2 separate regions of the Rattus norvegicus genome follow, and region 2 is linked to region 1. A link is a contact called in public Hi-C data. All regions are on one chromosome and are shown on one strand. The core of a region is the stretch at or near the end of the contact, and the rest is flanking DNA. Distances in the headings are between cores, read along the strand shown. Region 1 overlaps Sgms1 (sphingomyelin synthase 1). Region 2 overlaps Sgms1 (sphingomyelin synthase 1).

What was found. A called contact is a pair of places that touch in the nucleus more often than the background predicts.
Region 2: a contact with region 1 is called in a Hi-C map of frontal cortex, with 1.6 times the contacts expected there. The contact joins two enhancer-like sites. A contact is called at or near these places in 5 of 12 Hi-C or Micro-C datasets (Schwann cells, frontal cortex, kidney and 1 more).

The regions. Positions count from the first base shown.
Region 1 is chr1:239,410,498-239,417,324 of GRCr8, forward strand. It overlaps Sgms1 (sphingomyelin synthase 1), which reads right to left. Exons shown (of 10, transcript NM_181386.3): 8 at 6,251-6,404; 9 at 2,014-2,180; 10 at 1-1,325. The coding sequence ends at 1,146. Among named protein-coding and RNA genes, the nearest start is that of Asah2, 61 kb to the left of the region's middle. Within about 2 kb of position 4,759, at least 10 of the 93 cell types and tissues checked have an H3K27ac peak or open chromatin away from gene starts, as enhancers often do.
Region 2 is chr1:239,457,012-239,464,270 of GRCr8, forward strand. The region is part of intron 5 of Sgms1 (sphingomyelin synthase 1); the gene reads right to left. Among named protein-coding and RNA genes, the nearest start is that of Asah2, 110 kb to the left of the region's middle. Within about 2 kb of position 1,575, at least 13 of the 93 cell types and tissues checked have an H3K27ac peak or open chromatin away from gene starts, as enhancers often do.

The DNA.
Region 1 (6,827 bases), core at 3,509-6,008:
TCTCTTTTTGCTGTTGTTGCCCACCAGCAAACCTGTCATGAGAGTGTGGATAACTAATTTATAGCTTTCAAGTTTCAGGTAAGTGATCATTTTCGAAACTCTCTTTTTTAAAAAAAAATATTCATGGCTGTTTTTATTGAGTAGTTAAAACCGAACTACCAAATCCATAGAAGAATTTCAGTGGCACTTGTCAGTGCTGTCTGCTCACAATATGTGAATAGACGCAGACTCTAATTCATACCCCTGTTCTTCAGTTCAAAACCGTTTTCAAACCATTAGCAGTCTTTCGCTTTAATTTAGCTATAAATGCGAAATTTAGTAGTGTATACATACATTTATATTTTCATGGAATAAATAAAAACATTTAAGATTGCCTACCAACCGACCATACAATCAAGACAAGAAAGGCACTAGAAACATAGACAAATTTCTCTCCCAAGAAGCATCTTTAAAGTTTAACTCTCTTTTCTGTGACATGTAAAAATCTTTAAATTTGGTTTTCATAACATCATTTTGAAAAATAAAGTTAGGAAATACTTAGAAAAATCGCTTTATAACAGAATCCTTTTTTGCACTTTTTGATACACCATCTCTGCTGACTGTATAAAACCCCAGGTACCAAACCTCTCTGCACCTAGCGTCTTCAGCCGAGCCTCGGTGTAATTGGCAGAGATTCTGAGTCAACTCCCATTCAGACAAATAGGACCCTTCATAGAGACATTTACTAGAAAATGGCTTACAGCCCTGTCTTTGGGGCGAGAGATATATGAAAAGTATGTTTTCCCAAGAAAATAACACACTTTATTTCCAGATGTGGCTGGAAAGGCCAGCGCTTAGGATACAGACGCGCACGGTGGCGCGGCTGGATGACACAAGGGACATGGTGGCTGCCCGGTATAGAAGCCCCAAGCTTAACAACAGGAAATGTGTACAGTGCATGATATGGTAAATTTTCTTTATTGTTGTCCAACGCGGGTCCTTTGGAGAGAAAAAAAAAGATCACAGTGCTGAGCAGATAACTCAATGGGTTCAGTCAAGGTAACTTGAGAGATAGCAGGGGAGGTGGTTACTCTATGGCGTCTTCTCTCACGGAGTTCTTAGCACTTCGGACCATTCCTCGTTCGTTCCCCTAGGCGGCGAGGCTGTTAGGTGTCGTTTACCAGCCGGCTATATTTAACTTGCCTACTAAGGTGGACTACCGGCCAGGGAAGGGGCCAATGGTAAGATCGAGGTACAATCCCTTGGACGTTCTTTTCAAAGTACTGAAATGGCCTGTACCACCACACTCTGGCCAGGAGGTTCATCTGGGAAGCTTCCTTCAGCACCTAGGAAAGCAAAGACCACAGATGTCTCTTTAATCTTATCTTTCCTTGAAAATATTTCCCATGTTAAAATTCAAAGACTTGCCCCACACCCACCCACACAGCCCAGCTTCACTGAGTTCACCACACTATACCCTGGACACAGCAGACGCCAGCAGAGCAAGGGCAACTGAGACTCCCTCAACCTGTGCCTATTAAATATCTCAGCCAGCCCTTCTTCACTCTCCTTGGATCTTAACTTCCTGTGCTCTTATAGAATACATATATAATCTATTTATAATATTTTTATAATGTAACACATATAAATAAATATAATAAATAAAATTTATTTAATAACTTAATTAAATGTAACTATGAAACTAGTGACGGCCCCATCATAACCAAAGGAGGTTAGGAATGCACCCTAAGTGCAGAGACCGGCTTAGAGAATATTTTTTTCACAGACAGTGGGTGTCTATGTTTCAGAAGAAAGCAGTATCTGGGCCAATTACATTAACACTTTACAGCTGACTCTGCAGAGGAATGGTGTTATAAAAGCCAGCACCACCACAAGTGGACTCCTAAGAGAGGGAAACTGTGAGAAGGATCCATACATTTCCAGTCTTTCCAACACTTCTGAACTCTGGCCTCAGCCAGCAGCGCCAAGCCTGGGGCGAGAGAAGCTTAGATCAAAGGGAAGGGGGTGACTCACTTGCTGATTGGCCATCGTGTGATACCACCAGAAGAGTCTTGTGGTGATGTAATATGCTACCACCACGTCCACAGTGTAGTGGTCATGCGCTAAGAGAATACAGAAGATTCCAACGACGCTGAGGAGCCAGCAAATCCAGTGGTACCACCAGAGCCGCCGAGGGGAATCTAGAAGAGGAAACATTTGCAATAGTCCTGGTTCTAAATACCACTCACCCATGCCCCTGCCATTCTGGAGGACCAACCGTCTCACACGTTTCCCCCTGAAAGCCCATTACATGGGCCAGCAATCTAAAGGACCTTTTGTTTCTCTATAACTAGAGACAGCAGGATATGGCTTTTAAAATGAACTATGACTAGCGGCAGTGATTTATATGGGGCTATAAGCTGTTTCATAAAACCAGAAATGTAACATAAAAGGTGACTATGACCAAATGTGCACAGGTCAGCGTGTTGAGCTCCATCTGTAAAAGACGCTCCACTGGCACTTTTATGTGCACACGTGCAGTGTGTGTATGCATGTTTGTGTGGCTATAGACACTGATGTGTGTATGTATGCCTCACATGCAGAAGCCAGAGCTTGACTAGTTTCTTTCTTGACTGCGCTACCCTTCTTTGCCGCCGAAGGTCTCGAGGGTGTTAGCTAGTCCAGCCGCCCAGCTCGCTCCTAGGACCCCGCCACCCCACACCAGCTCTGGGACTACAGGCGTGCTGCCACGCCCACCTGGTATTTCTGTGCGTGCTAAGAAGCTGAACATGCATTGCTAGGTTGGTACCTCAAGCAATTTACTCACCGAGCTCTCTCCCTAGGCCGTCCAATGCCTTTAATTAAACGTAGCCTATAAACTGAGGTTAAGTGCCTTATGTAAATCCAACACCTACTGTGCCACAGATGCTTTTTCTAAATGTATATTTCTGAGACTATAATTGAATTAGTGTTTTCTCCTTTCTCTTTCCTCCCTCCAAGTTCTCCCTCCTATGTATCTCTTCCCACTCTGTTTCCAATTCCTGGCCTCTTTCCAGTGATAGTTATTGCATGCATACATGTGTCTGTATATGAACATATTCCTAGTTATAACCCGTGGAGTCCATATTCTATCCCTTGTATGCACTGTTCTCAGGGCTGGTGGTTTGACACTCGGCAGTCTGGTGCTGTGTTCTTCCCTGGGGAGGACCGCTGTGCGCCCATCTTTACTCCATTGCCGCAGTTCTTTGTGTAGAGTTGAAACCTCATGGTCCTTTCCCCATCCAGTTTGGCATGTTCGTTGGCGATTAGCTCATGTTTGTGCCAAAAATGCTTAGACACGGACCATGCAGTGATAGTCGCTGCGATCACCCCATCCTGCTTTCAGGTTCCCCACCTACACATCATCTGAGCGACTCTGAGATTTCTATTCCACATTCTCAATGGGAAGGGGGCTAGAGGGCCTGGGGTTTCAGAGAAAGCTTTGAATGGATCTATTGTCCTCATTTCAGGGAAGAAGGAACTGCTGACTTTTACTGGATTCTCGAGGGGTCCAACAGTCATTCACTCAGGCAGGGTGCATCTACCATTCCCTGGACGGCTGCTACTCGAGATGTCTGAACAACAAACCAGTAAGCAAAGGCCCGCCTCTGTGGGGAGAACCCTTGCCAGAAGGGGGGAGGGGCTATCATCACAGAGTTGTATATTGTATATACATTGTATATAATATATATATTGTAAGGTGAAAACTGAAAAACATGAGGGGATCAGAAGGAAGAGGAAGAAAGAGGTTTTTTCCCCTTTGGTTGTTTTTGCAATTTAAAATTGGGCGCTGGGGGCAGGAATCAGCCACTCATATTCATACCTTAACAATACACCAAGAACAGCTACTACACATTTTCTGTGAACCTCGCTGAGTATCCATGCATGTCACTTAGTTTTCTTTTTATAGCCTCTTCCCACTCAGGAAATAAAGACTCATTTTAAAGATGAGGAAACAAGACACATAGAAATTAAACGTTTTTCTCCATTGTCAGAATGCTGGGGGCTGAGAGTTCCAGGATCCCAAATCAGAGTTCTATGACTCCTGCTAGCTCTCCTAGTTTCCCAGTACAGCATGGTGCCAATGGTCTAGTACAATTTTAACATGATAAACAATTTCAGGTGACAACCAGTAGGGGGCGAGCACCCTATTCCCAAGGGCCTATGGCAATCGAACCCTAATGTTTCCATTCCCTATACCTGGTTATATTGTGGTACAAAGGTCAGATGCCCTGTAGTTGATCACACAGTAAACAAACACGAGGCATCTATCCTCCCTGCCTGCCTGCCTCCCTCCCTTCCTGGCCCCTGCAGAACATCCCACTTCTTAATGGTTCCTTTACTTCTGTTTCAAAGACAGGGTTGAGCAGCCTGCCTGCTCCTGTTTCCTCTGTGTTGCTTGTCCTGTCACCAAGTTCTTCCTTCCATACCTTCACTTCTCCCCAAGAGTGAGGTCAAGCCTCACCTCCTATGCATGACTGTCTCTTGGTCTAGCCTGCTCTCACCAGAACTTCTTGAAGCTACTTCTCAGAAGGAAACATCAGATGACACTGTTCCCTTGTTCCCAACCACTCTAAGTGCACCCCATCTGCTGCAGACGGAAGCCATGGCTCTGCTTTGTGGCGTAGGGTGCCTTCTGACCTTGGCACCACTTCTCTGTCCGTTTTCTTTCTCATGACCACGCTGACTCAGCTCCCAGCAGACGCACGTCCAGGAGCTACAGTGCTCCTAACTCCAGACTGCGGTATGTCTGTTCTCTGTGTTCCCCTTTCACTTATCACCCTCCGTGGGGACTGCATACAGGGGGACTGTCTCACCGAATAACTTCTAACAGTAACATTTTGAGGATAACTGAATTTTCCAGGGAAATAAATCATCTGTTGTTCATTAAAAGGCTGAAATCCTAATAGCAATTAAAAGTGAATGAACCAGGTTTCATGTCTCAAAACAACCCGAGAGTAAAAAAGAGCAGAACATGTTTACATGTGGTTGTTTGTATTCAAATACTTTTATTTTGTATTCAAATTATTTTATTTTATATTTAATTTTTTTTTAATATTCAAACCACATGAGGTGGCAGGCTTTGAGGTTTCAGAAGCTCGAATCAGGCCTGGTGACTCACTAGCTCTTTCTGCTGCCTGTGTGTCCAGATGTAGAACTCTTACCTAACTCTTCAGAACCAAGTCTGCCTTGTGTACCACCCTGCTTCTTACCACGGCTGTAATGGACTAATAAACCTCTGAACTGTGGGCAGCCCTCAATTAAATTGTTTCCCTCATAAAAGTTTCTGTGGTCATGGTGTCTCATCAAAACAATAAACCCCTAATTAAGATAATACACATATAAATGCAACCAACATATATATTTATATATATACAAATATACAAATATATATACTAATACACATACAAATACATATATATGCACATATATATACATATAAGCGCTCACATATATGCATATACATATATGTAAATGTTGAGGTTTTCTTTTATTATCTATTGTAATGTTAAGTGGGGACCCAAGACCTGGGAGTCTGCATGTAGCCTCTGCCTTAGACCCTGCCTCTAAGTTAATTCTGGTTGGTGAATAAAGAGTCCGGCAGCTAATAGCTGGCAGAAGAGAGATAGGTGGGGCTGAGTTTTGGTGGGCCTAGAAGAGTGAACAGGAGGGAGAAAGAAGGAAGAAGCCACCTTGGAAGAAGAACGTGCGGGAGGGAGAGAGAGAGCATGGGGTAGGAGTAAAGAAAACGTGGCCATGTGGGCTGGCCAACTGGCGCTAAGAGCAGCCCTGATGGAACAGTGAAACATAGCAAGTGATAACTCGGGGTTATTGTTAGGAAGGCAGATTCTAACAGCGTGGAGGGCAGGCAACTGCCCAGCTATTGTGCTGCCTAAGGTGTATCTAAAAACATAAAGGCTGTGTGTGCTTTTCATCTGGGAACATAAATGACCAAAGCGGACAGAAACCTCCTGCCAGGATTTTTCAAATATATTCACTGAGTAAATGATTCTATTTGCATACATTTAAAACCACCCAAACATTATAGCTGATATCCACAAACAAGGCACCCCCTGTCTAGAGGTGTAGCCAAGGGCTTTCCTGGCCTTCCTCAGATAAGGCAGCTTCCTCAGGCCTCAGACTGTTTTAAGGGGCTTTCCCCAAACTCATTTTCCAAAAGACCATGGGGCGTGGCAGGTGAGAAGTGGCAAAGCAAGGCGTTTAGACTTACACTCCTTGATAAACAGGTAGGTGAGCGTTAGCATGACTGTGTGTCCACTGTACAGATAGTCCCCACACATGTTGTGCGAGCCCGTGATGGACAAGCCACCTCCAGCAATGAGCTTCATTATCCTCCGCACTTGAGCTTCCCAGTCTCCAAAGAGCTACAGAGGAAGAGAGAAAGGGAGATCCGTCGTTAGTCCACCCCAACCATTGCTATCATTCCTGCTTATTCTGTGTATTCTGCTCCTCCAAGACACATGCAATCAATACTCCTCATCGAGCAAGCACACAGTGCTTATCATTTTTGTGCCAGACCCTGGAAAGCACTCAGTGCTAGTGATCACATATTTGGCTCTAGAATTTTCTCAATAGTACATTTCAGCAGGGGTCTGGGGTTGGAGATTCTAACCCAGGGCCTCAAGCATGCTAGACCCTACCACTAAGCCATGTGCCTCAATCCAACTTGTTTTACTATGATAAACCAGAAAGAATTTGTGGTTGATTTACCGTAATTTCTACTTTGGACAAAGAAAATGTAAATCCTGAGCAAACGCATGTGTGCCCGAGAGATAGTGGTTCTGAGT
Region 2 (7,259 bases), core at 325-2,824, 43 kb after region 1:
GGAAGTATAAAAAGCCTAAATAACAGAGATCATCATTTACTTGGGAGATTAGCCCTAAGAGGTTCTTTGGAAATTCATCCTTGTCTTACATAAAACTTTAGTAAGCTTTCCCTCAGTGCAATAAAATGAGACCGTTAATCAATGGTTTACAATTAAATTATAAACATATAAGCTGTAAAACTTGTTAACAAAAGGTATGCTAAAATAATTTCGAATAGATAAATCTCAAGAAGCATGGGTAGGCCTCTTCTCCACTGGACCGAATAAGCTCTGTCCTTTTAGGAAGCCCTGCGTGTCCACCACTAGGGTGTGTTACAAGGAAAGGACAGAAGTTCAAAGTTAGTGTAAATGTTTTCTCAGGTTCACACGTGTTTAAAGTCTTTATCAGTCAAAGCACGATTGTATAAATCACAGCTTTAAAGCTACAGACGACATACTCCAAATAAAAAGATAAGCAATACAATCACAGGTTTTAATGATATAGATCACAAATATGAAATGCCTTTCAGAATCTGATAAAGAGTCTAAATAAACAGGGTATAGGAATCTTCTAGTTGTATTCATGTATAACACACTTACCACATATTGGGCTATACACACACACACACACACACACACACACACACACACACACACCAAGTTCAATCTCACTAGCTAAAAACAACTACACACTGGCAGAAGTTATGCTCTGGTTATTGAGGTGCGAAGATGAACCATGTAAACGAGAGACGGTGTTGCCCAAATCCCAGGCCCGTGCATTCCACTGCTGAAGCCATCCCTCATGCCTACTTCCATCACCAAGGCTCGGGCAACGCCAGACTTCGCCAGACTTCGCCCTGGCCTCTGCGTTGCACCTGTGTGGAGCCCATCACCCCCAGCCCTGACTGTGATTCCTCTCTTTGAAATCTGGTTCTTAGAACAAAAACGCATCCTGCATGGCTACCTGTCACAGTAGCCCTCTCTGTCTTAGATGGACGGCTGAGTCTGTAACTGCCACCCTGTTTCCGGTTTCTGCTTCCGAGCTATGTGCAGACCAGAATCACGCCACTTCTTGCTTTTAAATCTGTTTCAGCAGGTGCCTCCATCACTGCTCGGTTGCTGTGAAGAGACACCATGACCAAGATAGCTCTTAAGGAAGAGTGCATTTCATTGGTGGCTGGCTTGCACTTTCAGAGATTTGATTCCTTACTACCATGATTAGTTTGTACGCAGGTGCTGGGGCAGAGAGACCTATATCCTGCTCTGGAGGAAACACTGGGTGTGGCCTGGACTACTGAAACCTCAAAGCCCACCCCAGTGACACACTTCCTCCAACAAGGACACACGTCCTAATCCTTTTAAATGGTGCCACTCCCTGGTGACTAAGTCAGTGGGAGCCCTTCTTAGTCAGACTACCACAGCAGGAGAGGTAAAAACCTGAGGGCTCGAGGGCTCCGGCTTAAAGCTTGCTTATTCTGTTAAAAAGTGCACTGCATTTCTTTATTATTTTGTGTGGCTGAGGGTAGGCATATGCATGCCAGGGGTATGTATGGAGGTCAAAACACAACTTATACCTTATCTTCTTCCACCTCATGGTTCCCGGGTTCATCTGGCTTGGTGGGCAAGCACCTTGTGGGCAAGCGCCTTTACCCACTGGACTATCTTGTGGGCTCAAAAATGTATTTATTTCTTTTTCCTTCTCACCACTCCCTCCCCCCTCTTCTTTTTTAAGTGAGAGGGGATCTCAAGTAGTCCAGGCTGGCATCAGACTCCTCTGTAGCCTGGGATGGCTTTGAACTTCTTGCCCACTGCCTCTATTTCTCGGCTGAGGGGATTACAGGCTTTGGATCCACAGCCAATTTTGTTTTTGTTTTTGTTTGTTTGTTGGTTGGTTGGTTGGTTTTGTTTTTTGACTACTGCAGACAGAACCATGGCTTTGTGTACGCCAGCAGATGTTCTACTGACAGATGTAAGCTCCTTCCTCAGCAAAAACATCCCTGGATGTCTTAACTTTACAGAAGGAATTAATCATCCCACTGCTTTTCCCAACAGGAAAGGCTCCCGGAGGGTCCCAGAGTTTTCATTCTTTGTCATAAAGAAACACAGAAACTGACATTATACCAAAATTATAGATTATCTGAACAGCAATGAATTAAAAACTGAACATTTCTAACTGTAAGCATCTTATCTTTTATAGAAAATGAAGCCCTCACTCTTTTCAATGCCTGTCTAAATCCTCTTTGGGGTGTTATCTAATCAGATTTTTAAGGGCTAGGGATTTAGGTCAGTGGCTGAGCACTTGCCTAGTGTTTGCAAGGCCCTCAGTTTAATCTTCATTAATGGAAAAGAAAGAGAGGATGGGAGAAAGAAGGGAGGGTATTAGAGCGTGTAGAGGAAGGCAGAATTTAGCACCTTAGGATAGCAAACAGCTTTTCCAGATTTACTGGGAACTATTTTCTTACCATAACACGAGAATGACATCCCCGAAAGTATCTATTACAAACCAGGGCTTACATGTCAGAGAAACAGAGAAATCATACCATGTCCTTGAAAGGAGAGTCTCAGGTCCTCAGAGAGTTCTGGGTGGCAAGATTACCAAAGCTCTGGCAGGCCAGTGCCACATCCACTGCACTAAGACTCAGCTCGCACATATCTATTTATAAGTGGAATGAGCTTTTCCCTTTCAGAGAGCCAGCATCAAGGGAGCTAAGGACTGAAGATTACACCACTGACAAAGCACCTACTGGGTACAAAGGGCTGCTTGCTGGCATTCTGTAAGCCCCAGGGATGAATATGTCATAGATTTTACTCAACTACATTAAAATGGTAAAATGGAATTCCTGCTCTTTAAAAACTTCTCCCTTCTGCGTGTTTCCTTTATCTTAGTAACAGGAGATCCCACCCATCTTCTTCTCTGACAAAATGTGCATATGCCCATCATCTCATGCCCCCTCCAGTCTATAGGAGCCCATCCATCAGTTTTTCCTTGACACATAATCGATCTCCCATAACACTCCTACTACGGGATGCTCCCACTTCCGCCTTAACCACTTATTGCGTCTGTGTTCAGATCCTGTCGATTGTAGCCATTAACAGAAAGGCTTGAGACTCTGTCACACTCAGTGTCCCAGCTCGGGTCCCTGCCACCTACATCCCCACCTCTCTCAAGCTCCCTTCCAGCCACAGTGGCTCATCTGCTCACCTCACGAACCGCACTGGCCACCTGAGCAGGTCTCAAGTGCCCCAGGTGTGCTTTCTCTCAGTATCTTGGGTTAGGGTCAGGTCTCTTAGGGTCTTGGCACTTGAGGCTCCTCTCAGATTACCCTCCCCAGGTTCCTTATTATTCAGTTCACTCCTTTGTTTCAATATTTTGGTGCAAATACCCTTTGCATCAGCTGAACCCCTCTAAACCATCACTTTTCATACTACTACTGTTTCCTGTCTTTTATTTCCTCAATATCTTTGTAGCCTGAGGTTCTTCCTTGACTAGAATGCAGAGTCCAACTAGAATATAGGCTGAATAAGGCAATGGGTCTCACACAGCCTGTGGTGCCTCATATTGATGCCAGTGTTAAAGAACCTAGAATCACCTAGGAGACAAATCTCCAGGGGCGTCAGAGCAGGTGTTGACCTAAGAACCTCCATAACTATGAGGGGTGCCATTCCATGGGCAGGGGTATTTGGTTGAAGACAAAGGGGAAATGGAGCAGATTATCATCCTCTTGACCGTGGCTGCAAGATGACCAGCTGCCTCAAGCTCCTGCCACCATGGTAGACTGTGCCTTGACTGGTGTGTAGAAACTAGCCCTTTCTCGAGAACCATAAGCTGCCTTTGTCACAGACTTTTGTTACAGCCGTGTGACTAATATATGATTATCTGCTAAGAGGAGTAGCTCTACAGTTTCCCGGGAAGGTTCTGACACACTCTGCTTTGGTGATGGAAGGTCTCCCCTCACCCCCTCATCCTGCAGTGCATCGTTTAGACTAAATGATCTCATTCTGAAGCTCCGGCCTGTCTGAATCTCTCAGCGTAGTTCAGGTGCTAATCTTTCTGCCTCAGCTTCCCAAGTGGTGTATATAGGCAAACACCGTCATGCCAAGCACTTCCTGGTCCATGTTTGTGCTTTTATTAGAGAAGCCCCCTTTCTTTGTGTGACTCTGAGTTGACATGAAGCAGGTTGAGACTTGATGGGCCCTGGCTGGTGTCTGCCTTTCCTGCGGCTGCTGTAACAAACAGCACAAACTGGACGGTTTTGAAACAGGAAGTTCTTCTTAGTCTGGGGATTAGCGGTCTATACTAAACGTGTCTGTGGGCTATCCTAATTCTCACCCCTCTCCCCCTCAGCTGTAAAGGCCTACTCATTGCCTCTTGGCATCCCATGACGCTCTCCAGCTTGTGCTGTGATCATTCAGCCTTTACACTGCCCGTGTGCCAATTCTCACCCTGCCCATCATGAGGACACAGGCGCTCACACACCCACCTTTTCCCTAGAAGAGTCTCTCGTGTGATTACTGACTGCAGTCATTTCTGTGTCTTTCTGATTTCCTTCCTCACATTTCTTCCTCAGTAAACTCAGATACACCGCCCCCCCCCAAAAAAAAACAAAAAGAAAAAACACCAACCTTTACAAAAGGTGTGCACCAGAAAGAGAGAAGAGGGAAAAAAAAATAAGCCCAGTTCATTTATATTTTATTTAAAACAAGAACACACGACTAAGTATTTTGAGTCTAGTTACACACTATAAACAATCTAGCCAGTAAACTACACGTTCTTTTGTATAAACACAGAGCTGGCAAGCAAGCAGGTCCGATGGCGATGTGTCAGAAAATCTGATCCAGGCCAGTCTCTCCTTTTACAGCCAATCCCAGCAGGAAGGTCTGCAGTGTTTAACAAAGCTCAGGGAATCCACACCATTTACTAATCTGAAGGTTTCATTCATAAGTACTCCACACTAACACACAGTTTTCAGCTGAGGAGAATAGCAGTTTGCCCAGAAAAGGATTTTACTGTTTGAAGAATGGATGAATACATATGGCGGGTTGTTACTAGTGTTGAGTGAGTCTGAACAGATCTTTCACTACCTCAGGTCCCACCTAAGAGCTACTAGATAAGCCCCGACAAGAACACCAGAATAGCGCACTGCATGCGGGGTTAACCAAAGAACCCCAAGGTTTCTAGGCCCAATAGTGTACTAAACACCTACATTTCAATCACTACGCACCCCAGACCATAAGTAAAGCATGCTCTAGCTAAACAAGGGAGGAATTATATCTTATACAACAAGCAAGTCCTACTTGGAACTAGGACATATGGAAGGAGTCAGTGTGTAAAAAAGCAGGTTAGTCTGTGTCCAGTTTAAATTAAAGCAACAGCCCAACATCATGCAAGGAAGACACAGTACCATCGACCAAAGTCTTTTTTTCTTTTCTTTTCTTTTTTTTTTTCTTTTCTTCTGAGCTGGAGACCGAACCCAGGGCCTTGCGCTTGCTAGGCAAGCACTCTACCACTGAGCTAAATCCCCAACCCTCAAAGTCTTTTTCTTAAGGACTCTGACAGACCTCGGGGAACCTGAGTGTGACAGGGACTTGCTCTACCTGAACATGACCCTAGCATTCACCCAAATCTTTAATAATACTTACGCTTCAGAATTTTTATTTCTTAATTGTGGGAAATATTAAAAACGAGTGAGGATAAATATTCAGAAATGTTCATAGAGGAGAAGGGCATGACAGTGCACACCTATAATCGCAGCACTCAGAAAGCTGAGGCAGGGGGATGGCAAGATGGAAGCTAGCCTGGCTTACAAAATCAATTTCAGGCCAGTGTGGGTACACAGCAAGACCCTGTCTCAAAACCCGACTGCTGTGGTCCAGCAATAAAAGGTGCCTCTTCACTATGGAATACATGTTATTTTAATGAGTGCAGAGTGACTTGTACACAGCAACCTGTCGTGGGGTTCATTTTAAGATGTATTTCCTTATCACAGATTTATACTTACATTTAGATATGTACATGTCCAGAAACATAGATATTCCATGTGGGAAGATGGGTAAGCAATGAGAGAGAACATGAAATCCTACCTTCTTACACATGATTTATGTGTCACAACTAGATATTCTATTCTTTCAAAAAAAAGGACTGGAACACAGAGGGAGAGCAGAGAGAGGGAAAACAGAACAAGAGTTGCCTAAGAATTCAAGTGCAGGGTGATATGTCCCTTTAACTGTGAGTGGCCACCAGGAACAGTGCCAAGGCTGCTGTGGGCTTACCACAACCCATCTTCCTGGAAACTTACATGGCTGGGACACTGGATAAACCCTGTTAATCCAGCAGTCTTGGCAGGGCCTCCAGGAAGCTGGTTAGCAGCTGCCTCCCCAAGACCATAGCAGGCATTTTCACTACCAGGCCAGGGGCAAGCTCCTTCCCTCCGGAGCCCCAAGACCTTCCTAAGTGCCAAAACTCCAGTACTCTTGAGAAAGACACAGCAGGCCACCAAGATCTACCATAGCCCAGACAGACTCTACTGGTCCTGTCCTAGACACGGAGACACGGGTTTCTAGAATACAGATTTAGAACAACAACTACAAAACAAACAAACAAACAAACAAACAAAAAACCTACCATGATGGTTGTAGTGGTGGAGGCCTTTAACCCAGCACTTAAGAGGCAGAGGCAGGTGCTTATCTGTGAGTTGGGGGCCAGCCTGGTGTTCAGAGTTAGTTCCAGGACAGCCAGGGATACACATTGAAACCCTATCTTGAAAAAACCAAACAGAAACAACAAAAACTTTCCCCAGTGCTGTAAAATAGTTACAGACAGCAGCCATGAGCCATAGAAAAGAATCTGACATGGCCTGCCCAATCTGTAGCAGGTCCCTAAAAACCCAGACTGGAAAGACGTCTGATGTTCTTAGTTTGTCTGTGTTACTGAGGCTACTCTAAGGTCATGAGACTCGGTGTAGAAACTTCCATGCTGTCACCTACTTGTCCCCTGCCCCACCTGGACACTATCAGAGGCTGAGCTGGACTGAGGCACGAACGGCTCAGAGACCATTCATTAATGTACCGCCTCCCTGGACCATCAACACTGAGATTTACTTAGTAACATCCTTAGTTATTAGATGCTTTGTTCAGGGTGTTGAGTGTACTGCTCTTCTTATTGAGATGAATCAACATAAAGACAAATATTCAATTGAGAACTTAGGACCTAGATGTTGGGTTGGGGGGAATTGCTCAGCTGGTAAAGTGCCTGTCACACAAGCAGACGGATCTGTGTTTGG